Linked DNA regions of Mus musculus: all the other regions are linked to region 2. A link is a contact called in public HiChIP or PLAC-seq and promoter capture Hi-C data. All regions are on one chromosome and are shown on one strand. The core of a region is the stretch at or near the end of the contact, and the rest is flanking DNA. Distances in the headings are between cores, read along the strand shown. Region 1 holds the start of Arhgap29 (Rho GTPase activating protein 29). Region 2 holds the start of 4933405D12Rik (RIKEN cDNA 4933405D12 gene). Region 3 overlaps Gm46822 (a long non-coding RNA gene).

Region 1 (4,418 bases), core at 1,583-4,082, 960 kb before region 2:
GTAGAAAGACATTGTTTTGTTTTTCAAGGCATGGTTTCTCTGTATAGTCCTGGCTGTCCTGTAGTTCACTCTGTAGACCACACTGGCTTAGAACTCACAGACATCTGCCTGCCTCTGCCGCCTGCCTCTGCCTCCTGCCTCCCATATGCTGGGATTAAAGATGTGCGCTGCTGCCAGCTACCCCTACCCCGACCTTCGGCTGGTAATTTCTTTTCAATTATAGGTTGCTTCCAGAAATGTTTCTCTGCAGCTTGTTAAACAATTTGAGATGTTGCATTTCTACAGTAGATCTAAAGATGATTTTTACTTTTGAGGGGAGGGCTTTATAATTTTACTATAAACTAATAATTTTAAGTACAAAGATTATTTCAGTATTGTACTTTTCATAGTTATGTTTATTTGTACCATATAAACTTACTTTAAAATACAGATCAGGAGATATTTATAAGAGTCTTTTTAATTTAAAAATGAACTTATTTTTGTGAATATTTGCAAATATCATCTTTTGTATGAAGAATGGTAGCTATTATGTTTTTAGACAATTGAAGGATTAAGATCGTAAGACCAAAATTTCCCATAAACAGCCCTACTAGACTTCAAGCATCTCATATTCATGGATCTATTCTGTGTCAGGTTCCATGGACAGTAGTTGGCTGTTTGGATATGGGTGGGATGGTTAAAGTCGGATCTGCTGGAGAAAATGTTAAGAACCACGTGGAGCCAGGCATGGTGGTGCACGCCTTTAATCCCAGCACTCGGGAGGCAGTGGCAGGAGGATTTCTGAGTTCGAGGCCAGCCTGGTCTACAGAGTGAGTTCCAGGACAGCCAGGGCTACACAGAGAAACCCTGTCTCAAAAAACCAAAAAAAAAAAAAAAAAAAAAAACCAAAGCAAAAACAAAACACGTGGTCAGATGGAGCCAAATACTTTGTTCTCTTGATGTCCCTTCTTGACCCTCAGAATCCTTTCTTCTCCTGAGTGTGCCCTTCAGTTTTTAGTAACAGTGGTTTCATGGGCTATTCATGGTGCATTATTGTCTTGTAGTGTCTTTATGAGTGCATTTTAAACAACTAAATCTGAAAAAACAATGTGGAGCTAAGTGACCAAGGAGCCTCTGTTGTCAACGTATCTTTGCTTAGAGGCCAATTGGCTTCACTTCCCCCAGAACTTTTTACCTCGAGGTGTCCTCCACTTTTCCCTTAGCTGTAAGTAGTCTTCCTACTGTAGCTTTTTATCTCCGATTCCTTCTCAGCTTTCATTATCTGTCTCTGTCCTTCCCTCACCCTCCTCTCCATAATTGTCTTTGTCCTTACACTTTTCTTTGTCTCTCTCCCAGCTCCTCATGCCCCTTTCTCTCTATCAGTTACTTGTTCATCTTATTTGTTAAGTGACATAATCAGATCCATTTTAATCAGAACACAATCTTCTTTTATATTAGTTGGATGGGAGTGATCGGTGGTGGCTGGGAGCTCAGTGAGATAGACTCTTGTGTAGCCTTAGGCTGGCCTGGAACTCATTGGGTAGCTGAGACTGGCTTTGGAATCTTGATCCATCTGCCTCTATCTCCTAAATTGTAGGACTACAGAAATGTGCCACCAACTTCAACTCAGTTTTCTTTATTAAATGGAATGGCAGATGTATAAAAAGAGAATTGACATATTTTTAAATAACTTAATGGGGGTGTGAGCAGCTAAGAACCACTTGAAGCAGCCACTTCTTACCATTTCCCCCCAAATGTGTGTTTCTAACTGTAGTCGTACTCTCACCCCCTTTATTCTTGAGGATGCCTTTCCTCTTAGTAGCTTGCTTTAAAAGTTCAAACATCAGTTTCCATGCTAAAAGTCTTTGCTACTTTTTTTCCCCGAATGCAATTAAAAGTAGTCTGGTTTTGAGAGGTTCCTGAATATTTGGAGCGCAAATTTGGTATTTTGTGTTTGAGGGCAGAAGGGATATATTTGTATGAATCTTAAAAATCCACTGTAGAGCTAAAGTAACCAAGCAATTCCATATTTATCCTTTCAAGTTACACTAAGGGGGCTGTTTTTCTGGTAATAATTGGAAAATTTAAGTGTCTGTTTTTCAGAAATTTCTCCTGATTCAATGCCTCACTTGTTGGGCCTACAGTATTTCTGTCTTATTTTCTGGTCTCCTTGGGTCCTACTCTCTTCTTTCTTTGCTTGTTTCTCTCTTGGGGTTTGCTGCCCGTTCTTTCACCTCCCCTCACACTGCCCTGGATCCTTTTCCTCCCACAGGTGGCCATTTTTCTGTCTCTATACTGTTCCCACAGGCACCCTCCCCATGTTTTTCTCTAGCTTAGCTTTCTGTGTTGAATTCAAGAGTCCTTGTATTTCGAGGGACCTGCTGCTTTTTAAACCATTCCTTCATATATCCTGAGGTGAGTTTGAAAAGGCAGTTGACCAAACACGGGCCTTGGTGGAAAATTCTGCCCTTTATAAGGGGCTGAATGGTTGTCTGGTTTCGATGTAGTTAATTCTTTTGGAATTAGGGCTAGGTAGGCCTTGTTGCATGTTACCTGAGTGGAGCCTTCGTCTTCAGCTCGTATCATTTCGGGATTTGGTGACAGAAGATGAAAGTGGTCCAGGAAATACACCACCCAAGAATGCCTATTAGCAAATCCAGTTCTAAGGTGACTTTTCCTAAGCAATGTCTTCTGTGAGGAGACCCTGTCAGACCAGAAGCTGCTGACAGACTACCACACCCCGGGCTCCTCTACCTTCTCTGCGCTCTGTCCCCGCCCCTGCGAGTTTGAGCCAATGGGCTGAGCCCCAGGGGGTGGGCTGGGGCGGGGCAGAGGTGGGGCCAGGGCGGAGCACCTCTGCCCCAGCTGCCTCACAGCAGTGCTGGCTCGGCCCGGCATGGAGGATGGAGGCAGCAAGTTTGAGCCCTAGGCGGCACGAGCCGCCGCCGCCAGGCTGTGGGCGTTCATCTGAAGTCGGCACGGGGGATACAGGATGGAGCCCCACGGTGAGTGAGGGGCGGTGGTGCTCGTTTCCACCGAGGCTGCTGAGTTGGGGTTCCCCTGAGTTGCTATCGAGTCTGGGTCCGAATGTGCGGCTAGTTCTCGGTGCTCTTAGTCCTCGCTAAGCTTAGGAACTGGACTGTGAGTTAAGGACCTGCAGGGGTGAGCAGATGGTATTCTAAGTAAAGCTGCCAGTTAGCTCGTATTTACCTACCGAGTACTGAAACTTCCCAATTTGTAACTCCTTTAATTCTCAGGACAGCTCCATGACCCTTGAACTCATTTCTCAAACAGGGAAGCTGAGGTGAAAAATCTGCCCAAAGTAGTAATTGACAGTATCAAGGCTTAATCCTATGCGCCCTTGCCCCAGAATCCGTGCTTTTTGCTCTGGAGCAGTGTGCTCCCGCCAACCCCGCCAGCAATTCTCGCTCCAGATGGGGTGCTCAGTCCCAAAGTATTTTAGGAGTCCCATCGTGCATATTGTTGTCTTCTATGTTTTGTGTTTAGAGAATATTTTTGTTTGAGCACACTCTCAGTGTCTTGGTGTGTTCTCATTTTGTTTTGAATATGTTTGGAGGTTTGATGGTTTTAATTTTAAAACATTTATGGATGCATGTGCTCAAGACCTGGAATTTTGAAGGTAGAATTCTAGTGGCCGATGACAGTCTCTCCTTATCGGTTTTTCACCTTTGAGAGATAACACACCAAACAAATTTTTGGAGACAGGATTGTTACCTGTTAAGGCCTCTGTGACTATCTCTTGTTAGTTGAGTCTTTTGTCTGACACTATCGATGTTGGCTGGCCTTTTTCGTTTCTCTCCTTTCCTCTGTATGCATGAAGTCAGGCATAGGGAACGTGCGCTTTGGCATTGGGTGGTTTTGGCTGATCAGAGGCGAGCCCTCCTTGCCAGGAATGCTAGACATTCTGGAGGCGTGGGGGGCAGGGCAGCTTTTTCTCCCTCTTTTTCCTTTTCCTTTTTCTTTCTTTTTTAGTTATCCTGCTGGGTTCAGACTGCACAGGAATGAAATGTGTGTTGTATATCTTACTTTAGACGTTGTTAAGGATAAAGCTGTTCCCGACATGCTCCCGTTCTGTTTTTGTAGAGTGTTTTTTAAAAGTGTAGTTAAAGACCTTTACACTTGATTCCTGTGTGAGCTTTTTTTCCCAGTGTCTTTTAATAGATTCTCACAAACTCAGAAATTATGCTGAAATAACAGATTTCTGAAATCATGCAATTTTGAACTATAAGAAAGAACTAAAGTGCAGATATTTTGGGAAGTTTTACATCCCAGTTAGCTCTCTGCTTCTGTCATATACATTATGGACTGTGTGAGGGGACATTTGATTGACACAAACTGCTGAAGTCTTGGAAAAGTCCCCATCTGAGAGTTTAGGAAATCTATATGAATGTTTTGGGTTTTTTCTCTCCTGCTGGTCG
Region 2 (4,096 bases), core at 804-3,303:
GTTCTGTCTAGACAGCCAAAAGAGCCCGAGTCAGAGCCAACCTCCCTGCCATGCTGTGTATGTGTTTACTGTTTTTCTTTTTCCATTATAAGCTGGCCCTTGTATGTTCAAGGTCCAGTCTTAGCTCCCGAGCGGAGGCTTCAACCCTGATCAATCAGTCTTCGGGGTGTGTGTTCAATAAACTATTCTTGCTTAACTGAGACTGGAGTCTAAGTGGTTTGTGTGGAGAGCTTTGAACCTTAACACACAATCTGATTAATCCCCAGGAAATGGCTCTCATTCTTGCAACCTGCAAGGCAAAGGATACAGTGTTCTTCTTTACAGCTGCATGCTATCTTTGTCTGTATGACCTACTAGTGAACTGAAGCCCAGTTAGCTAGCTGACACAACAATAGCATTAAGATATTGAAATTAAAGTTCACTTTTTGGTTATTTTAGTAACCTTAGATAATTTGTTATTTTTGTTCCCTAATTTTCTAAATCCATAACCAACTTTCGTATTGTCCATGCAAAAACTACAGCTCTCATCTTAAAAGAAAGAGACAGTTTATTCAGGAGCCACCCTGAATGGCCATGGGGACACAGATCTATATCTGTTACCCAATTCCATATTCCCACATGGAAACAGTTTCGTGAAGTTTTTAAAATTGCTTCACAGAACCAAGAAAGTAATAAAACAAGGCAAGCCCAAAATACACTGGTGGGTACTTTAGAAAGGCTGATTTAGGAAAGGAGAAAGCTCTTCTGTAAGCCCACGATGCTATCAGGGCTACTTGGTTGGTATAAGTTAGTGGGCTGCTAAGTTAGTAGACTCCAACAGGTTTTTATCTAATGGTTACAGGATATTCTGACATAGAGTTGAGTGGCTTATTAAAATACTCCCATGAAATACCTATGTAAATTCCACGCTTTACCTTATCTGAGCCTTCTGAAAATTCGTGACTGTAATTGAGACAGGCTAATTCCATGACAGACTTCTAATTGGCAGTTCCTGGGATTAGGCCTAAAATCCTAGGCTTCAGGCAGCTAGTCAGAAAGTGCCCTACCATCAGAAACGACCCCCCCCCCCCCAAAAAAAAAAAACCCAACCTGGCCTGAAGCAAGGACAATGGGTTTTCAGCCCTCACACCCAGGCAATAGTTTCAGAATGTCCTTAAGAGAGAGTAGATAAGGCCACCTACCCCAGGATTCCTCAGGCAAGTTTCTAGCCACCACACCAAGGTTATGCTTCTGGAATGCCCGAGATAAGAGTAAGACAAAGCCCATCTATCCGAGAATTCCCCCAATGTGCAGCGAGCATACTTGGTAATGGGAGACTCCAGCATGCTGGACTTCGACAAAATAAAACACTCTGTGTGTTTACAAACTACTTGAGTCTGGAGTATCATTCTTCAGCGAATCATGGACCCTTACAACGTCCACCTCATCAAAACTGTTTCAAAAATTATGAGCAAATCGCTCAAGTCTGTACAAAATCATCCAAAGTTCTCAAACTGTACACACTTCCCAAACATGTAAGAAACCAAAAAGTTTACGTGTATTGGAGAGATGATTCTACGGGGTCTGCCAACCTTTTTACATTGTCACACAATGTTGTCGTCTCCAAAGTTATTATCAGAGAATCTCACGATCTAGTTTTTTAAAAGGAAGGAAGAAAGAAAGAAAGAGAGAGAGGGAGGGAGGGAGGGAGGGAGGGAGGGAGGAAGGAAGGAAGGAAGGGAAGGAAGGAAGGAAGGAAGGAAGGAAGGAAAGGAAGGAAGGAAGGAAGGAAGGAAGGAAGGAAGGAAGAAGGGAGGAAGAAAGAAAAACATCCCCCCACACGCTCATGTTTATAAAAAGACTACTTTTGTGGGTGGGCAAGGCTGGAATCCTTTGAGGCGGTTCCTGAAGTTCTGGCATCATCTCAGAGAAAAGGAGTTGAGACAGTTTTCATCCCAGAAACCGGGAGAACCAGTAATGCACCCTGCAAGGCAGCGTTTGAGCTACGTGAGAGAGCTCACCTGCACCTTAGAAACCACCTCTGAACACCGCAAGGGGACACCCCACCAGGAAGCAACGGGGCGGGGCACAGAGCGCATGCGTGCGGTCGGGGAGGCGGGGCAGACACCTTCGCCAAGTTCGGGGGGCGAGGAGGGGTGGTGGAACAGAGCGCCTGCGCCAAGAGCAGCCGGCCCAGCGGAGTCTGCGCGTTCCCGGGAATGCCGAAGAAGGCGAATTCCTAGAAAGGGAGGACGCCTGCGCAGTCCGGAAGGCGGGGACGCGGGGGCGGGGCGGGGCGCGGCGGCGGGGGCGGGGCGCCTAGTCGATTGGCGGGGTTACCCGGAATTGGTTGCTAGACTGGGCGCGAAGCGGTCTTCAGGTTTGGTCTCAGTTGCGCGGAAGTGAAACGACGCGGAGATGGAGGTGAGCCAGGCGGCGTCTGGTACCGACGGTGTCCGGGAACGGAGGGGCTCGTTCGAAGCTGGAAGGAGGAACCAAGATGAGGCACCTCAGTCCGGGATGAACGGGCTTCCGAAACACTCCTACTGGCTGGATCTCTGGCTCTTCATCCTTTTCGACCTGGCCTTGTTCGTCTTCGTGTACCTCTTGCCCTGGTGAGTATCCTGAGTTGCAGAGTTGAAGAGCTTAGGAAGCTGGCGGCTGCTTCAGTCTTCTCGGAGAGGGAGGGAGGGACGGCAGCTAGAGATGGCGGAGTTGGAAGAGCGAAAATGGATTTCCTTGACACCCCAGTGGCAAGAGGAGTGTGGAGAAAACTTGACTTCCCATATTTGTCTGTTTCATCACCACAAACGAACTGTTAAGTGTTAGAAACCTATACCCATAATTAGATCTATCGTAAATAATAAAAAATAATTACTAAAAACTAATAAAAATAAAAGTAAATAAATATCGTAAGTAATAAAAAATAGAGCATGACAGGTTAAATGTGATTATATCTAAAGTGATTTGAGTGTTGTGCGCCTGCTTAAAATGCTTAGCCCAAAGCAAGCCTTGTAAACTTAACTTGTCCATAACTTATGCAGATAAACGCGTATTATCTTCCAGAGTATCCCCAGTCCTACATCTGTCAAAGAATGGAGTATCTTGGGTTTCTTTGGCTCTCATTTTTTCGGTTTTGTGGCAAATTAGAAGGCAGAGAATGGGGGGGGGGTTTGAAAAGATAAACAGTTTTTTGATAAAAACTCGTTAAGTCATTTTGGTATAGACATTTCAAGAACAGTGATTTATTATTTAGTTATTTTTAATGATCTCATTTTCACCTCTGGGTAGAAAATTCATGACTTAATAATGTAGGCCTTTAGTTTTCCTTATCAATAGTGTAAATTATGTAGGGATAGGCTAGCAGTATCTATGTTCAGCGTCCCACTAAATGTCAAAATAAGCAGATGAAGGAAACAAGTATTTGGTTTTTACAGACCGGTTTGCTGAGTCAAGAATGGGGCTTCTGGAGTGAATCTTGAAAACGACTATAGACTCTTGAATGAAGAGGACTCCAGCAGCTGACTTCGGCACCTCTATCTAACCTTTTCTTCAGCCCTTGACCTCACTAAAGTACTATCATATGTTTAAAACCTGTTTTTCATGGTTGAAGTAATGATTGTAGCTAAATGATAGATAATATATATTTTTAATAATGTCTGTAACTTAAGTACTTATGGGAAATAAATGTATGTAAAAAAAAAAAGTTATCTTTGTGAAGCTTACTTTCTCAAATATTGTTTTAAAACTATGCTATTATAAAATAATTATCTAGAGTTGAATAGGTAGCACTTACTCAGAAAGGCCACAGTCCCAAAGCAGCTACTAGAAACATTTTGGAAGCTGTTCCTTGTCATCTTAAGACCTGGGTGATTAGAAATTCTTTACTGTTGGTTTTAGTGCTATTCAGTATATGAGAACTGTCTAAAATACTCAGAGGGGGTGTTCTTCTCCCTTATAATTCACACTATTTGGTGAACTGTTTACAGTTGTCTTAAGATACTGTTGCATTTGCTTGGGTAATTTTTGTGCAAGGTGTAACTGAAGTATGCGTATTAGCACACAGGGCCGAGGTGACTCTTGAGTTCACCACACTCTGGGACCTGCTTACTAATTT
Region 3 (4,699 bases), core at 71-2,570, 720 kb before region 2:
GAAAAGAAGAAGGTGTGTTAGACTCCGTCAGTAGGGGAATAGTCTTCATTTTTACTTTATTTTACTTTGGTTGTTTTGCAGATGCTGTGAGATAGAATTTTACTATGTAGCTTAGGTTGTCCTGGAACCCACTATATAGCCCCAGCTGGCCTCCACCTTGAGGCAATCCTCCTGTCTCAGCCTCCCTGATATGTTATATTCAAGCTTGAGAATCTTGAAGATTTGTATACCACCATCCTTTGTTAAATAATGGTCTGTATGATTAAGATGGTAAAAAATATGACTGGACGTGGTGATGTATGCCTTTAATCCCAGCACTTGGGAGGCAGAGGCAGGCAGATCTCTGTGAGTTTGAGTCCATCTGGTCTACAGGAGAGAGAGAGAGAGAGAGAGAGAGAGAGAGAGAGAGAGAGAGAGAGAGAGAGTTAGTTCCAGGACAGCTGGGGCTACACAGAGAAACTCTATCTTGAAAAAAGACCAAACGAACAAAAATAGGAAAAATGTGAAGAAAACATATAGAATCATTAATTTGGTATTATAAATCCATGTATACCCCATCCTGAAATCAAATGAATTCATTCTGACAATTGAGAGAAACTGGTGCTGATGCACAGGGTTTTGACCAGTCTCTCAAAACCGAGGAGCAAATGACACATTGCCCTTATCCCAAAGCTGCCTTCTCATGTAGCAAAATATAACTTAGAAATACCCAGACAAACTGTAACCTAATTTGAGAATACATTCTTTAACAAGTAGCTAAGTCTTGGCCAATCATAGCAGATGAACCATCATAGAATGCAAACCAATAAATCAGCTGCTGACAAGATTCCAAGCAGGATCTTTCTATATGTCACTTCTGTTTCCTGCCAAATTGTTGAGTAGAACTCTCCAAACTGCCTTTATCCCGAGAGATATCTGATAACAAATGGATCTTTCATTCTGCACAAAGTGATGCTCTTAAATGTAACATGTCTAAGGTTTTTTTTTTTTTTCTTAATGAGCTGCCTAGCTTGTTCAAGTCCAACAGAGCAAGCTGAAGTTGCTGCATTCAAAACACACTGCCCTACAGCATACCATAGAGATCTTGGGAACATCCAGCGTTCCTAGTGCACACTTGGAGCTGGCTCCTCCCTGGCCCGTTTAGAGAACTTTGCCTGGACACTATAAGCAAGATCACCAGGTCTGATGACCAGCTGGGCCTTGTCAGATATATCAGCAGAGAGACTGTTTACAAACAGAATGGAAACGCGTCTAGTACCCACCAAAGCTATAAGCAGCTCTCTAGGCGTCCAACTACTCTTTGGATGGCATCCAAGGATCAACGGTCAGATGTTGCATAACGTAGCACGTGATCTACCAGCAGTGCACACATATACAATCACCCTTTGGCAACAGGCCTTGGCTTTCATAACCACATTCTTGGATTTTCTGGTGAATTGTTCAAACAGCCACCATAAATGAATGTCTGTGCCTGATGATCCTATTTTGCTATGGAAAAGTGAGTTGGCTAGTTGAAGGTGCTCAGACAAATGTAAATGGAGATAGCTGGCCCTGGCCGTTACAAAACCAGGTAAAGACAAAAGGATTTGGAAATTGCCAAAGAACACATCTATATGGTTAAGGATTTTTTTTCAATAGTTAGCATTTTCAGCAATATTTAACATGCTCTCAAGAAACAATATAAGCTACTAATTAGAACCAGCAAAAATATGCACACACACACACACACACACACACACACACTCACTAACCTGAGGGCAAAAGGAAACTTAATGCCAGAGCCACGGTCAGACTCAGGTCCTAACAGCCCCAGGCCTGTCTCCAGCCCACATTCACACTTTACTCTCCTTTAATGAGAAAGAATGGCAGAAACAGGCAGCAATTGAAGGAGGGCCAACACTACATGTGCTTACTAGTCAGGCTCTGCACAAAAGCATGGCATTCCTTCAACAGCAAGGGAGCGGGGAGGCTGGAACAGTGGCAGCGCTCACAAAGCTGGGAAGAAACAAACATTGGGACTGGCTGGGTAGGGTAGGATGAATAACAAAGCTGAAATGATACTGAACCGGGTACCAAGGGCAGGTACATCTGCTTTCATGGGGTCCCGAGACATCATAATTCCACCAGAAATCCATGGAGTATGCATTGTCTCGGTTGACCTTTGCATGATGTGAAAAGACAAGAAGATACAGGCCAAGATGGAAGAACAAGACAAAAAGATCCACAAAAGCTTTGAGAGACTTGAGACTCTTGGAGTTAACTAAGAATGCCCGTGCCTCTGGGAGCAGATTCGGCCAACTCAGAGAGGGCAGGCATAGGCTTTGTCCAGCTAAGATCCAAAGGTCTGATAAATAAAACAGGAGGTGGTGCTTAGGGCAAGGTCAGAGAGATGTTTCCTCTCAGGGCTCTTGCAGACCCCAGAAAGGCTTGAAGCCTTATGAGTGTTACTATGGCTTCACACCAACGAATTCACTGGCCTGCCATTACATGATTCGACTTCATTTCAAGAAAGCAACGGAGAAAAAAAGAACTGTTTATGGTCAGTCAGAGCAGCAAGAAGGGTGGTGGCCGCTTTGTAAATGATCAATAGCAAGTCAGAGAGAGGAGGCTGGGATTGTTTTGTTGTTGCTGTTGTTGTTGTTTGTTGTTTGTTTTTTTCCCAAGAGACTCTTAACCTACATGCCTTCCTACCCAGAGAGATGTGTTGCCAGGAACACTCACCCAGATCTTCAGGTTAATTGACAGCCCCAAACAAGGCCTTCTTTATAACCCTCATTAGGAGTTCTGCTGAGTTCGCCCAGGGGCCCTGCAGAGCAGTGCCGGCCCTGCCTTGTTCATTTCTTCACCGTTCTTGGCCCAAATTTTGTCTGAGCCCCGACTCTTGGTGATGGTGTTTTATGTAACCATGGCTGCTCACTGCTTCAGAACTTGGTATGATTAATGGTCGTAGGAACACTGCCCCCTTGGCAAAAAAAAAAAAACAAAAAATAAACAAACAAAAAAACAAAACAAAACAAAAAACCCCAAACCAAACAAACAAACAAAACAAAAACAAAGTCTTCACAACTCTCACCTTGAAGGGAATAAAAGATTTTATTCTGGAGCCAAATATAAGTGATCTCCGCCCAGGATCAGGCTTCTCAGATACCGTGTTCCACAGTGGAAGAGGTTTCTTGGGAGATGTTATTCATTAGTTACAGATCAAAGTCATAAATCAAAGGACTTTCAGAATATATGAGTGGGGCCCACGGGTAGGTAGAGCACAGCAAGTGGGGAAACTGTTCGATTGCAGACACCATCTGATAACATTCTTAGCTTGTGGACTGTGGAAAGCAAAGCGCTAGTTTCCTAGGAATACATTTTGAAGACTTCGACAGTCACAAGGATGCTAAGTCTGATGTAGAGGTGGACAGTGGAAGGATTTAAAGTGGCCCAAGATACTGTGGCTCTGGCCTGCAACTTTCCACTTCTGACCAAGCAGCATACCTCCTGAAGCCTGCCAGTTTGTCTGTCTATCTACAAGACCCTCCACCACCCCCTTCCTCCTCACTCTCTCTTGCTATTATTCTTTTGTTCTTAACAACTGGCTTAACTACCATTTCCTTTGGATGAGGCATGCTTCTATATTTATTTCAAGATGGTACTCACACAAAATCAATTAGGTTTCTCTCTGTCTCTGTCTGTCTGTCTCTCTGCCTCTCTCTCTCTGTCTCTCTCTCTCTCTGTCTCTCTGTCTCTGTCTCTCTCTCTTTGTCTCTCTCTCTCTCTTTGTCTCTCTCTCTCTCTCTCTCTCTTTGTCTCTCTCTCTTTCCCATTGGGCTACAAGCCACAGAAGGGACTCTACTCTTTTCCATAATAAAGAAGTTTAGTCCTTTGGCCTCAGAGAATCTTTTTGTAGCTTTTCCCCTCCCCCATCCCACCCCACCCTCATCCCTCTAAGAACTTTAATTCACAGTGCTTTTACTAGTGTTGATCAGACCCCTGCTTTCTGTCAACCATTGGTTCTGAGTATGGCTTTATTGCTAATAACACCTCTATTTGTAATGTATTCCAAACATTATGTTCAGCTTAATCTCCAGAAACTGTACGTGGCTTTTCCAATAGCTTGTGTTTATTTCTTGTGTATTAGTGTCTTGTCTTTTAGAGACCAGAATTTGAGATCACAAAGCTCTGGGGCCTCTAACAAGATCTTGATTCATCCGTACCTCTCGCTAAGCTCTTACTCAGGGCCAAGAAGCAGAAAGACATGGTTTTCATTCTGTGGGGCGTAAAGTCCAGCCGGAGAAGGAAGGAAGGATGGACCAAATGGTTATGATTCCCTGTGTGTGTAAGGGGTAAGTGGAGAAGACACACCTAATCTAGAGGAAATGGATAGCTAAGCCTGTTATTAAAAACAAAAGACTAACAAGAGGGGGGGGGGGACTGGGCGATGGCACGGAAGCTGTTTTAAACCACAAGAGTAAGAAAGACGCTCAGACAAGTTTTCTGAGGTGCATCGTGTGGCTAGACACAGAGACATGGGTTTCACCGGTGCCTCCAGCAAACAGAGGAGAGGGTGACAAAGATCCACACCCTGCTAGGCTCTGAGTACTGTGCTCTGCAGCCAGGCTTTATCCTCCAGTGCACTTTACTTCTCAAACTGTGTTGAATGGCTGGGCAGTAACTTTCCAAACACAGCTGTAGGTAGCATGATCAGATC

The links. Promoter capture Hi-C pulls out the DNA fragments that hold promoters and counts their contacts. HiChIP or PLAC-seq counts read pairs in DNA pulled down with a chosen protein or histone mark.
Region 1: a contact with region 2 is called in a promoter capture Hi-C map of pre-B cells, with 2.7 times the contacts expected there. The contact joins the promoter of Arhgap29 here to the promoter of 4933405D12Rik in region 2. A contact is called at or near these places in 2 of 39 promoter capture datasets (hippocampal neurons and pre-B cells).
Region 3: an H3K4me3 HiChIP or PLAC-seq map of bone marrow-derived macrophages shows a contact between it and region 2, with 4 times the contacts expected there. The contact joins the enhancer-like site here to the promoter of 4933405D12Rik in region 2. A contact is called at or near these places in 3 of 39 promoter capture datasets (3T3-L1-derived adipocytes, hippocampal neurons and pre-B cells) and 4 of 115 datasets of contacts at active chromatin or transcription factors (bone marrow-derived macrophages, embryonic stem cells, extraembryonic endoderm stem cells and 1 more).

What each region holds. Positions count from the first base shown.
Region 1 is chr3:121,964,974-121,969,391 of GRCm38.p6, forward strand. It overlaps Arhgap29 (Rho GTPase activating protein 29), which reads left to right and starts at 2,833. Exons shown (of 23, transcript NM_001356524.1): 1 at 2,833-2,984.
Region 2 is chr3:122,922,063-122,926,158 of GRCm38.p6, forward strand. It overlaps 4933405D12Rik (RIKEN cDNA 4933405D12 gene), which reads right to left and starts at 2,054. Exons shown (of 6, transcript NR_046036.1): 1 at 2,001-2,054. 1810037I17Rik (RIKEN cDNA 1810037I17 gene) reads left to right here and starts at 2,335. Exons shown (of 2, transcript NM_024461.2): 1 at 2,335-2,594; 2 at 3,417-4,096. The coding sequence starts at 2,398. The coding sequence ends at 3,417.
Region 3 is chr3:122,197,906-122,202,604 of GRCm38.p6, forward strand. All of the region lies in intron 5 of Gm46822 (a long non-coding RNA gene), which reads right to left. Among named protein-coding and RNA genes, the nearest start is that of Gm40137, 11 kb to the right of the region's middle. Within about 2 kb of position 1,321, at least 83 of the 459 cell types and tissues checked have an H3K27ac peak or open chromatin away from gene starts, as enhancers often do. A contact at or near this core is called in 3T3-L1-derived adipocytes, bone marrow-derived macrophages and pancreatic cancer cells, where this site is marked.